2 separate regions of the Rattus norvegicus genome follow, and region 2 is linked to region 1. Evidence: chromatin contacts called from public Hi-C data. All regions are on one chromosome and are shown on one strand. Each heading gives the region's core, a stretch centred on a gene start, on an enhancer-like site or on the middle of the called end of the contact. The rest is flanking DNA. Distances are from core to core; before and after follow the strand shown. Region 1 holds the start of Acss3 (acyl-CoA synthetase short-chain family member 3). Region 2 has its middle 66 kb from the start of Lin7a.

Region 1 (4,552 bases), core at 898-3,397:
AATTGTGGTCTCTGGAATCAGAGTTCCCAACACATGTTTATGTGATACAGAGATGTGCGTGCGTGTGTGTGTGTGTGTGTGTGTGTGTGTGTGTGTGAGAGAGAGAGAGAGAGAGAGAGAGAGAGAGAGAGAGAGAGAGAGAAAGAGAGCGCTGTAATGTGGATTTCCTTTCCTCTCTCTCCTTAAAGTCTGGATCTTCAAATCTATCTATCTATCTATCTATCTATCTATCTATCTATCTATCTATCATCTATCTATCTATCTATCTATCTATCTATCTATCTATCTATCTATCATCTATCTGTTATTGCATGTTTATAAGCGTTTGGCCTGGATAGACATCTATATATCACACACATGCAAGCTTGTGCCTGAGAAAGTAGTGTGCCTCCAAGTGTTTGCTGGAAATTGAGCCAGGGTCTTTTGCAACCACTGAGCTTACTCTCCAGCCCAGTGCCCGGGCTCTGAGTCCTCGCTGCTCTCCTTGGTGACCCTGAGACCCGCAGTGAGTTCACCTGTCTCTAAGCTTCCTTGGGAAACATGGGGATGATGTTACCACTTATAGCCCTGAAAAAAATCTCAGGACCTTATAGTTTTTAAAATGCAAAGGACTGGGTATATATAGAAAATTTACCAACAACTATCTAGTTCCTCTCTTCAGATCCTTTCCACTAAAACGGCTATACAAAAAGTAGGCATTCACATACAGGTTAAGTGATTAGAACATGGTAATAATAGGTGGTCCAGGAAATGTGTATGTCAGATGGCAGCGTGGTGTAGAAGCAAGGAGGGATAAAGAGATTGAATGGATTTTGATTTAAGTGATGACAGTCTTCTTCTAAGAAGGTTGGGAGGAATAAATAAAACAATATAATATGAAGTGGGTGGGTAGGAAAGATGTGGAGTCTTGCTTCTCAGTTAAGGAAAATAGCTGGGGTGGTTACTTACAGTCATTTTATTTTCTGTCTTGCAGTAGATTTATGCCTGTACCGTTTAGCCTTTATCCCCACATCATTTTCTTCCTGCAGGATCATTTGTTTACTGCTTTTTAATTTATGATCCTTTATAGGGTCAAGAACATTCCACCATTTCTCACCCAAGACTTGGGGATACATTATCTACCCATGTAAAGCTTCAAATATTGTGACACTACGACAGAGTGCATTTGGCACGATATTAAAGCAAAAGATTTCGTTGAAGTATGGCAGAAGGCAGAACCTGAAGAGTGGTGAAACCGGGCAGGAAACCATCGCACCAGTGTGTTTTGAATTTTCCGGGCTTCGTCTTTCCTAGGAATCATTTCATCTTTTGATTTGAGAAGAGCCTTCTGACACGTAACCCACGCATTACACAATCCACCCTCTTGAGGGGTACGTACAGGACAGACAGTGAATTCTAGTTTCTTCAGAGTTATGGAGTGGTTACCATATTCTATTTAAGAATATTTCTATTACCCCAAAGAAATCTCACAACCATGTGTTCCCTGAGAAAGTCAGAATAACTCCGAAGGGCAATAAGAAGGGACGAAATGTTCGAAGTTCTTTGTGTTCCTGCGTCTAAATCCTGTGGACAGGCAGGTGCCTTCAGGTCTCTAGTGGCCAGCCCTGTCAATCACTTCTGGAAACACTCCCCCAACCCCCGCTCGGTAACCTTTCCACGCCTCCTCCAGGCTGCCAGGAAATCCTGGAACAAAAGTTGCCCTGGAGCTGCTTGTGGTTTTAATAACTAGGGTTTGAGAGTTGAATTTTAAACGAAGGGATACTGAGTAAAGGGAAACAATATCCCAGAGCCTCACTATAATGTCCAAAGTTCCGTGACTTCGTTTTAGGACAGAGATATACACGCTTTGTTTTAAATAAGTCTTTGAGCCCTTTGGCCTTGTTCTGGGCGTCTTTGTGTGTATCTAAGTCCGGAGAACACTGTCAAATGACAAGTGACTGTCATGTGTGTAAGAGTTGAATTTAGGGCTGACGCAAGTTAACCCCGGTAGACTTCTGCCCCCCTTTCCCAGGTCTCTGCTCCAGCCTGTTGCTTTCTTCCTGGCTCCAGGTCGGTTTTTATCGCGAACTTCAGTTTGACTTCCAAACTTCTAGGCTAGTGGGAATTCACCTCCAGGTTAGTCTCCGCCTCCTGCAGGCTCCCCCTCAGGGGCAGTGCCACCGCTGTTGGGATAGCAAGCTGCTCCGCCTGCAGCTAGGGACAGAAAGAAAGTATGAAGCCCTCCTGGTTGCAATGTCGCAAAGTAACAGGCGCCGGGACGCTTGGGGCACCTCTGCCAGGATCCCCTTCAGTAAGAGGAGCTGGTGTGGCCCGAAGGGCTTTGGTGGCCGGGTTCGGGGGCAGGGGCTGCAGGGCTCTGACCACAAGCAGCGGTGGTGGCGAGTACAAGACCCACTTTGCAGCCTCTGTGGCTGACCCGGAGAGATTCTGGGGTAAAGCTGCTGAGCAGATCAGTTGGTACAAGCCCTGGACCAAAACACTAGAGAACAGATACCCGCCTTCCACTAGTTGGTGAGTGATGTCTTAGTCATTTCTAGTATCTCCTAACTTCTTGGATGCCAAAGCTGGAAGGTCTGGGATAGGAATCTAAAGTTCTAATAAGAAAGGAAATCAAAATGTACGATGCCTTCAGCTATTTCTGTTGTTTGATGGTTTCGTTCTCCTTGCTGTCCTACATTCTCCTTTGAAGTTCTCCGTTATCTAGGGTGATCCCAGTTTCACCTACGAGATTTATTTGCAGAGGCCCTGCTTGGCAGTGGGGATGTTGAGTGACCAAAACAAAGGCTTACAAAAACAAAGGCTCAGCATGCAAGGACTCTGCTGACTGTAAGAGGAGAAACTGTGTAAACAAATACAGAGTATGTAATAGACCCAGGGAATTATGGACCTGCCTATTGTGGGGAGGGAGGGCGAGAGAGCGGTGAAGTAAAAGGTAACTGAGCAAGCTCTGGAAGGATTAAACCTTATCATTTCAAAGATGAAGTGATCTCATTATCAACGTTCAAGGGGGTAGAAGACAACCGGAAGTAACTGACACTGTAATTGTGTTAGCTGGAGCAATGGGAGAAAGGAGTTGCGGTAAGAGGCTTAAATAGTGTGGCAGATAGCCCGGAGTACCATATAGGCTTTTTACATGAAATTTAAGTATTGCCCGGGGGCTGATGGAGGACAGGTGACCTTAGGAGTCATGGTAGGAAGAAAGCTTTCATCTTGACATTTCGATTATAGGTTTCAATTATAAATACTTTTGAACACTGTTTTTTTTTTTTTTTTTTTTTTTGGTTCTTTTTTTTCGGAGCTGGGGACCGAACCCAGGGCCTTGTGCTTCTCGAACACTGTTTTTATGTTCGAAGGACAAGACATTGTAGGAAAGACCTTTAGGCTATTGAGAGCGAAGCCTACAGTCTTTGGAAAACTACGCAGAGTTTCTAGGTGCCTAGCACTTTAAGGATATGGTCGCTCCCATCTGCTAGTTATTAGGAAATGATATTCTCGGTAAAATTGGAATTAGAAAAGAAAGCTACTTAGCAGATGGGGGCGATGCATTGGTTAAGATGTCCTTTGGCCCTTTAGTGGATGACTTTCTTCTCACAGCAGAGAACCTGTCAGGAAACTGGGAGCAGTCTGTTCTGTGTCTCCATCATGCCTTGCTCCCTAATGGTTTTGTTTGTGGGGGTGTTTCCGTAATGATTCTTTCAAATGTGAATATAGCCCCCCCACCCCCACCACAATTCAATTTATTATTCTAGTAGTATTTGATCCATTCACTTCTGTGTGGTGACAGTGAACCAGGCAGTGAGACTATAGCAATGGGGGAATGACCGTGTTTGCTCTCTGGAACGCGTTGACTGGTTTGTGTTCTTATTCCCTTAGTTACTGGGCTTACAGTCAAATGACTTAATCTCAGTGCTTCATTTTTCCTCTTTCTCTCTCTCAAAATCAAGTCATTAGTCAGAGGATTAGCTGATTGAAGAATTAAAGCGGAGTAACCCTGTGGATTAGACCGTAATTGTTATTAGAGGGAAAGCTATCTTTTTATTTTCCCGTTACAATCATGTAGGAATAGGAAGGTCTTCTAGGGTCTTTCAGATTGTAGCAGAGATTATCACAGTGGGTTTTCCTCAAAGCTCACTGTTTTGTGTATCTGTCATAAATCATTGTTCTTTAACAGTCTTAGGTGGCTACCTTTACCACAAAACCAATATGCAAAGATTTCAGATAAGAGGCCACTGGAGACTGGTGAGATGGCTCAGTGGGTAAAGGCTCTTGATGCCAATATTGACAGCTTATGTTCAATCCTGGGGACTCTCATGCTAGTAGGGGAGAACAGACTTCCAAAGATTTTTATTGTTCTTGTTTTTCTTTTTGGATATTTGTATCCAATGCTTTGTGCACAGGCATACACACACACACACACACACACACACACACACACACACACACACACACACAATAAATGCAGTTAACACAATTTTACAAAGAGGTCACTGGACTTACTACAACTGAAAACAGAAGATAGCCAAAGAAGTCTTGGCAACAGAAGAGATGGGAG
Region 2 (4,552 bases), core at 600-3,099, 71 kb before region 1:
CTCCAGTTTAGAATCTACCAAGCGGAGGCCAAAAGCTTTGAAAGGTCGAAGACAAGAAGAAACTGTTATTCTGTGTCCAGGAGTGAATCCATGTGGGTTTCAACAGATTGTGACTCTTTTGTAACCAAAAACCCGGGCAATTATTCTCTTGTTGTTTTGGTGATCAGAGAGAATGGAGAGAAGATTCCTCTGAGGCCGGAACAATACTAGACTTCTCACAGCAGCCAATGAAACGAAGGCAGAGTGAGTTCTGTGTTTGTCCCCTCATCTGCCAGCCCTACTCAAATAGCTCTTGGCTCAGTTAGTTTGTTTCTGTTTAAAATATCAAATGCACAGTTTCTTTCTGTCTTTCTTTTTCTTTCTTTATTTCTCTCTCTCTTTCTTTCTTTCTTTCTTTCTTTCTTTCTTTCTTTCTTTCTCTCTTTTTTTGGTAAAAAAATTCTTTCCTTTTAAAAATAATAGGTTTTACTTATCCTTTAAAAATTTCAGGTATGTATGCTGTGTGTCCTGATCATACCATGATGTGCACAGTGGTATGGTAGTAGCAGGAGTAGGATAACCAATTTGTTTCGTGCTTGGATTTGCAATCTGTTCCACAGGACAGAATTCATGCCTGGTAATGGAAGAGCTGTCAAAACCCATGGATATTGAGAAATTTAGCCCTTGGGCAGATTTAATTGCTGTTGCTTTGCTAAATAATTGTGTTCGTCAAAGTTTTTTCTAAATATATATTTATTTCCATAGTCTGGAGCTGCTTTTAACCTTGATCAGGGAAGCTTCTCATTGTAGTGGATACTGGTATACTTTTCTTCTTAAACTATATTTAAGATCACAATATTACTGCAAATAAGTCTGAAGATTGGAAATTTGGCAACAACACTAACTTTAGCTTTCTATTTTAAATAAAAATGGATAGAGCAGCTTTTAAAACAAAAATTGGTAAATTTGCTTTTTAAATAAAAATTGATAGATCAGCTCTTCACCCTGAAAAACTCCTTTATCCAGGCATTACAGGATAAGAAATGAGATAGCAGATTCATGAGAAATATCATCAAAATCCTATATTCTAGGTTGGGGAGATGACTCTGGCAGTAAAGTGCTTAAAGCATGAATATGAAGACCTGATTTCAACCCCCAGAAAGCACATAAAAAAGCCAGACATAGTGGCATACTCCTGTAACCTTTGTCGGGGGAGGTGGGAGAAGATGGATGATTCCTGGTGCCCAACAGTTAGCCAGCTGAAAGCAATGGGACATTCCTAAAGCACAAGCTGGGTGAATCATTGGGAACGAAATCAAAGGTTGACCTTTGACCTTTACATGATCATAGGACTGCATACACATAGGGTTGCACACGCTCGTGCACACGAACACACACACACACACACACACACACACACACACACACAAGAATGCACATACATACACGAACCTCTACTTTGTAACGTAATTGCATTGAATTAATACTTCTTAAGCATGTACACAGTACTACGCTGTTCTGGAAAATTCAAGTGTACTATAATTTAATTGAAGCCTTGTCACAACCCTTTGAAAAAGACACTGTCATAAATATTTGATCAAAGAGGACTAAGGACAGGAACTTGTGGACATCACGGAATTTGAAGGTGATGAAAACACATTTGTGTTCAGGCATTCTGAACAGGATGTCACTCATTTTTTAATTGTGGAAGACAGGTACCATGTCCACTCAAACAGTGCAACTGGGTTGAAGCTAAAAAGCATGGTAAAGGAGAATCTTCCAGAAAGGTACTTCAATTCCTCTCCCCGACCCTGTTTCGCTGAGAGATTTAACTCTTGCTCAATTCACTGATGGTCTTTGAAATAAACTAAAGGTCAGTCCAAAGAGATGCAATCAATAAAGTGGCCAGACAGCAGCTCTCTAAGTTAACATTCAACCCTCTCAACGAGAAGAAAATAACACATGAAAGAAAGGGTAGACATATTATAAGAGCTAGAGGAGCAAAGATTTTGCTAGGACATTGTGACTCCTAGTAGAATCAGTACTCCACCCATGACATCTCACAAACACCGCCTGAACATGAGTAGAGCAAGGATGGCAGCAGTCACTAATAGAAATGCTAGCATCGGAGGAGGAAAGCTCTGGAAGCCTCAACCCTACACCACAGGCAGCTAAGCAATGCTGAGAAGAGGAGAGCTAGTCTTCCCCTGGGAATAGCACACTGATTGGTTATCCCCTAAAACATACATACAACTAACATTGTACTGACTGAATATGTTACATTTAGGAGTGTGTGTGTTTGTGTGTGTGTGTGTGTGTGTAACAAGGAAATATGAATAGAAATATGAAAGACAATGAATATGGAAGTGAGTGGAGGAGGGGTATAAGAGAGGATTTACAGGGAGAATATGTATGGGGGGCAGATAATGTAATTATAATCTCAAAAATTAAAAAAATTAAATTGCTAAAGTGGATCACATAGGTATGTATAAGTTTTATGTAAATTGGAACATGAATACACAAACTTCCCTTGGACCTTTGTGAACACATTCCTCTCTTCCTCTACAGCACTGGCATTGGCTAAGTTGACAGCTAAGATTGATAGAGTGCGTATTGGCTAGGCACTGCACCAAACATTTCATGTATGTATTCTGTATATCTTATTTACACTTAAGTATTGATCCCATTTTACTGACTACAGGTTGAGGGTTAGGGACTTTATTTGTCCATTCAAAGGGACACAAAATGATACAATATAGTTTCCCTGCCCAGTTATTCTAAGCAGGGTACCTACTGGCTAGTTCATCCTCAGGATCTCATCATGGGATTGTAGTTTGCTCCTTTGGGAAAGGTCTAATTGCTTCAAGGCATTGAAGAAATTCAAATGTAAGGTTCTCTCTCTTCTCTCTATAAATACCTTTGTGAAAATAAACTCATACCCAGGACCTAAATTAAACTAAAGTGCCAAAGAAACGAGGACAGTACCCTAAAATAAAATATACTTTCAGCTCTGTGGATGGTAGTTTTATGGGAAACTTCTGGTTCTCAAAAACTCTGGATTTATTTCCTACAGAAATAAACCTTTATTCTCTTCATTTAATAGAAGATGGAATAACCCAGAGAATAAAACACTCTACACTTCTAAGGCAGAGTTTTGCATATGTCTTGGTGTTTGAAGCAACCTGAAGGCATTTTTTTCTCTTCATTATTGTCTTTCTCAGGTGACATGAATGCTTTCTTGACAGCATTGCCAGGTGAGGGGGTTCCTGGAAGGCTTTTCAACTTCACAACTTTGAGAGGGAAAGATTAATGAATGTCAGCAGATGGCCGTGTTGCATATTCCCTTGCGCTTCATTTTTGACCTTCATTACACGCACTAACTGGACTTCTGCCCTGTACCCACAGCTACCAGTCTTAGTTTGGTTAGGTTTTCATCATTAGCTACCCCTTAAAAACCTCACTGTTCCCTTCCAAGGCAGCTCTCCTCCAAGTGGCTCATTAGCCTCCTCCTCATTTTCTATCGCACTTTGTGGCACTTAGCACAGTCACTATACATTTATGAAACTCTTCATTTCATGGTAACCATCTTCTTCGGCCTGGGGATTGTGTTATATTATAGAGCTGGGAAGTTGGTTTAGTCATGATTCCTGGAAATTAACAATGGGAGATTACAGCCACATAGGAGAATGAAGGGACGGTGAAGCAGCATTTATATTTTTTTCCCAGGAGAATGGCATCTTTCTATTTCAGAATCTCGATGGATCAGGAGAATAAAAGTCATCAGGCTTAGAGCAAGAATATTTCTGGTCATGCAGGTATTTCAGTTAAGCACTGTCAAACAATGAAGGCATAAATCAAATTTACTTGGAATCATTTATTATGTACACACTAATTTTGAAGTAAATCATCCAGAACTTGAAGCTGTGCTCAGCTTTAAGGTGGCTTAACCAGTAAAGGCCCTTGTCACAGTCTGAGGATTTCTCTCTCTAGAACCCAGATGGTAGAGAGGATCATTTCTTTTTCTTTTTTTCCTTTTGTTGGCTTTTCTAATTTACATTTTAAATGTCATCCCTTCCTGGTTTTCCCTCTAGTAACCTGCTAACCCATCCCCCCACCCCCTTCTATAAGGGTACTCCCTCACCCATCCAGCCGCTCCCTTCCAATTCCCTGCCCTGGCATTCCCTTACACTGGGGCATCAAGCCTTGACAGGACCAAGGGCCTCTCTTCCCATTGATGCCCAAAAAGGCCATCCTCTGCTACATATGCGGATGGAGCCATAGGTCTATCCCTGTGTTCTCTTGGGATGGTGGTTTAGTCCCTGGGAACTCTGGGGAATTTGGGTGGTTAATATTGTTGTTCTTCTTATAGAGTTGCAAACCCCTTCAGCTACTTCAGACCTTTCTATAACTCCTGGGCTGGAGAGATGGCTCAGCTATTAAAGACTAGGCTTATAACCAAAAATATAAGAGAGGTTCATTTCTAAAAGTTGGACTTTCACTTTCCTATTTGCATTGTGATATGTGCACACACACATAATAAATTCACATAAAATTTGAGAGCCTCACCACATGT

What was found. A called contact is a pair of places that touch in the nucleus more often than the background predicts.
Region 2: a Hi-C map of liver shows a contact between it and region 1, with 2.4 times the contacts expected there. The contact joins the enhancer-like site here to the promoter of Acss3 in region 1. A contact is called at or near these places in 2 of 12 Hi-C or Micro-C datasets (kidney and liver).

Annotation. Positions count from the first base shown.
Region 1 is chr7:44,334,279-44,338,830 of GRCr8, reverse strand. Acss3 (acyl-CoA synthetase short-chain family member 3) reads left to right here and starts at 2,147. Exons shown (of 16, transcript NM_001414941.1): 1 at 2,147-2,511. The coding sequence starts at 2,213.
Region 2 is chr7:44,404,873-44,409,424 of GRCr8, reverse strand. No RefSeq gene overlaps it. Among named protein-coding and RNA genes, the nearest start is that of Lin7a, 66 kb to the left of the region's middle. Within about 2 kb of position 1,849, at least 4 of the 93 cell types and tissues checked have an H3K27ac peak or open chromatin away from gene starts, as enhancers often do. A contact at or near this core is called in liver, where this site is marked.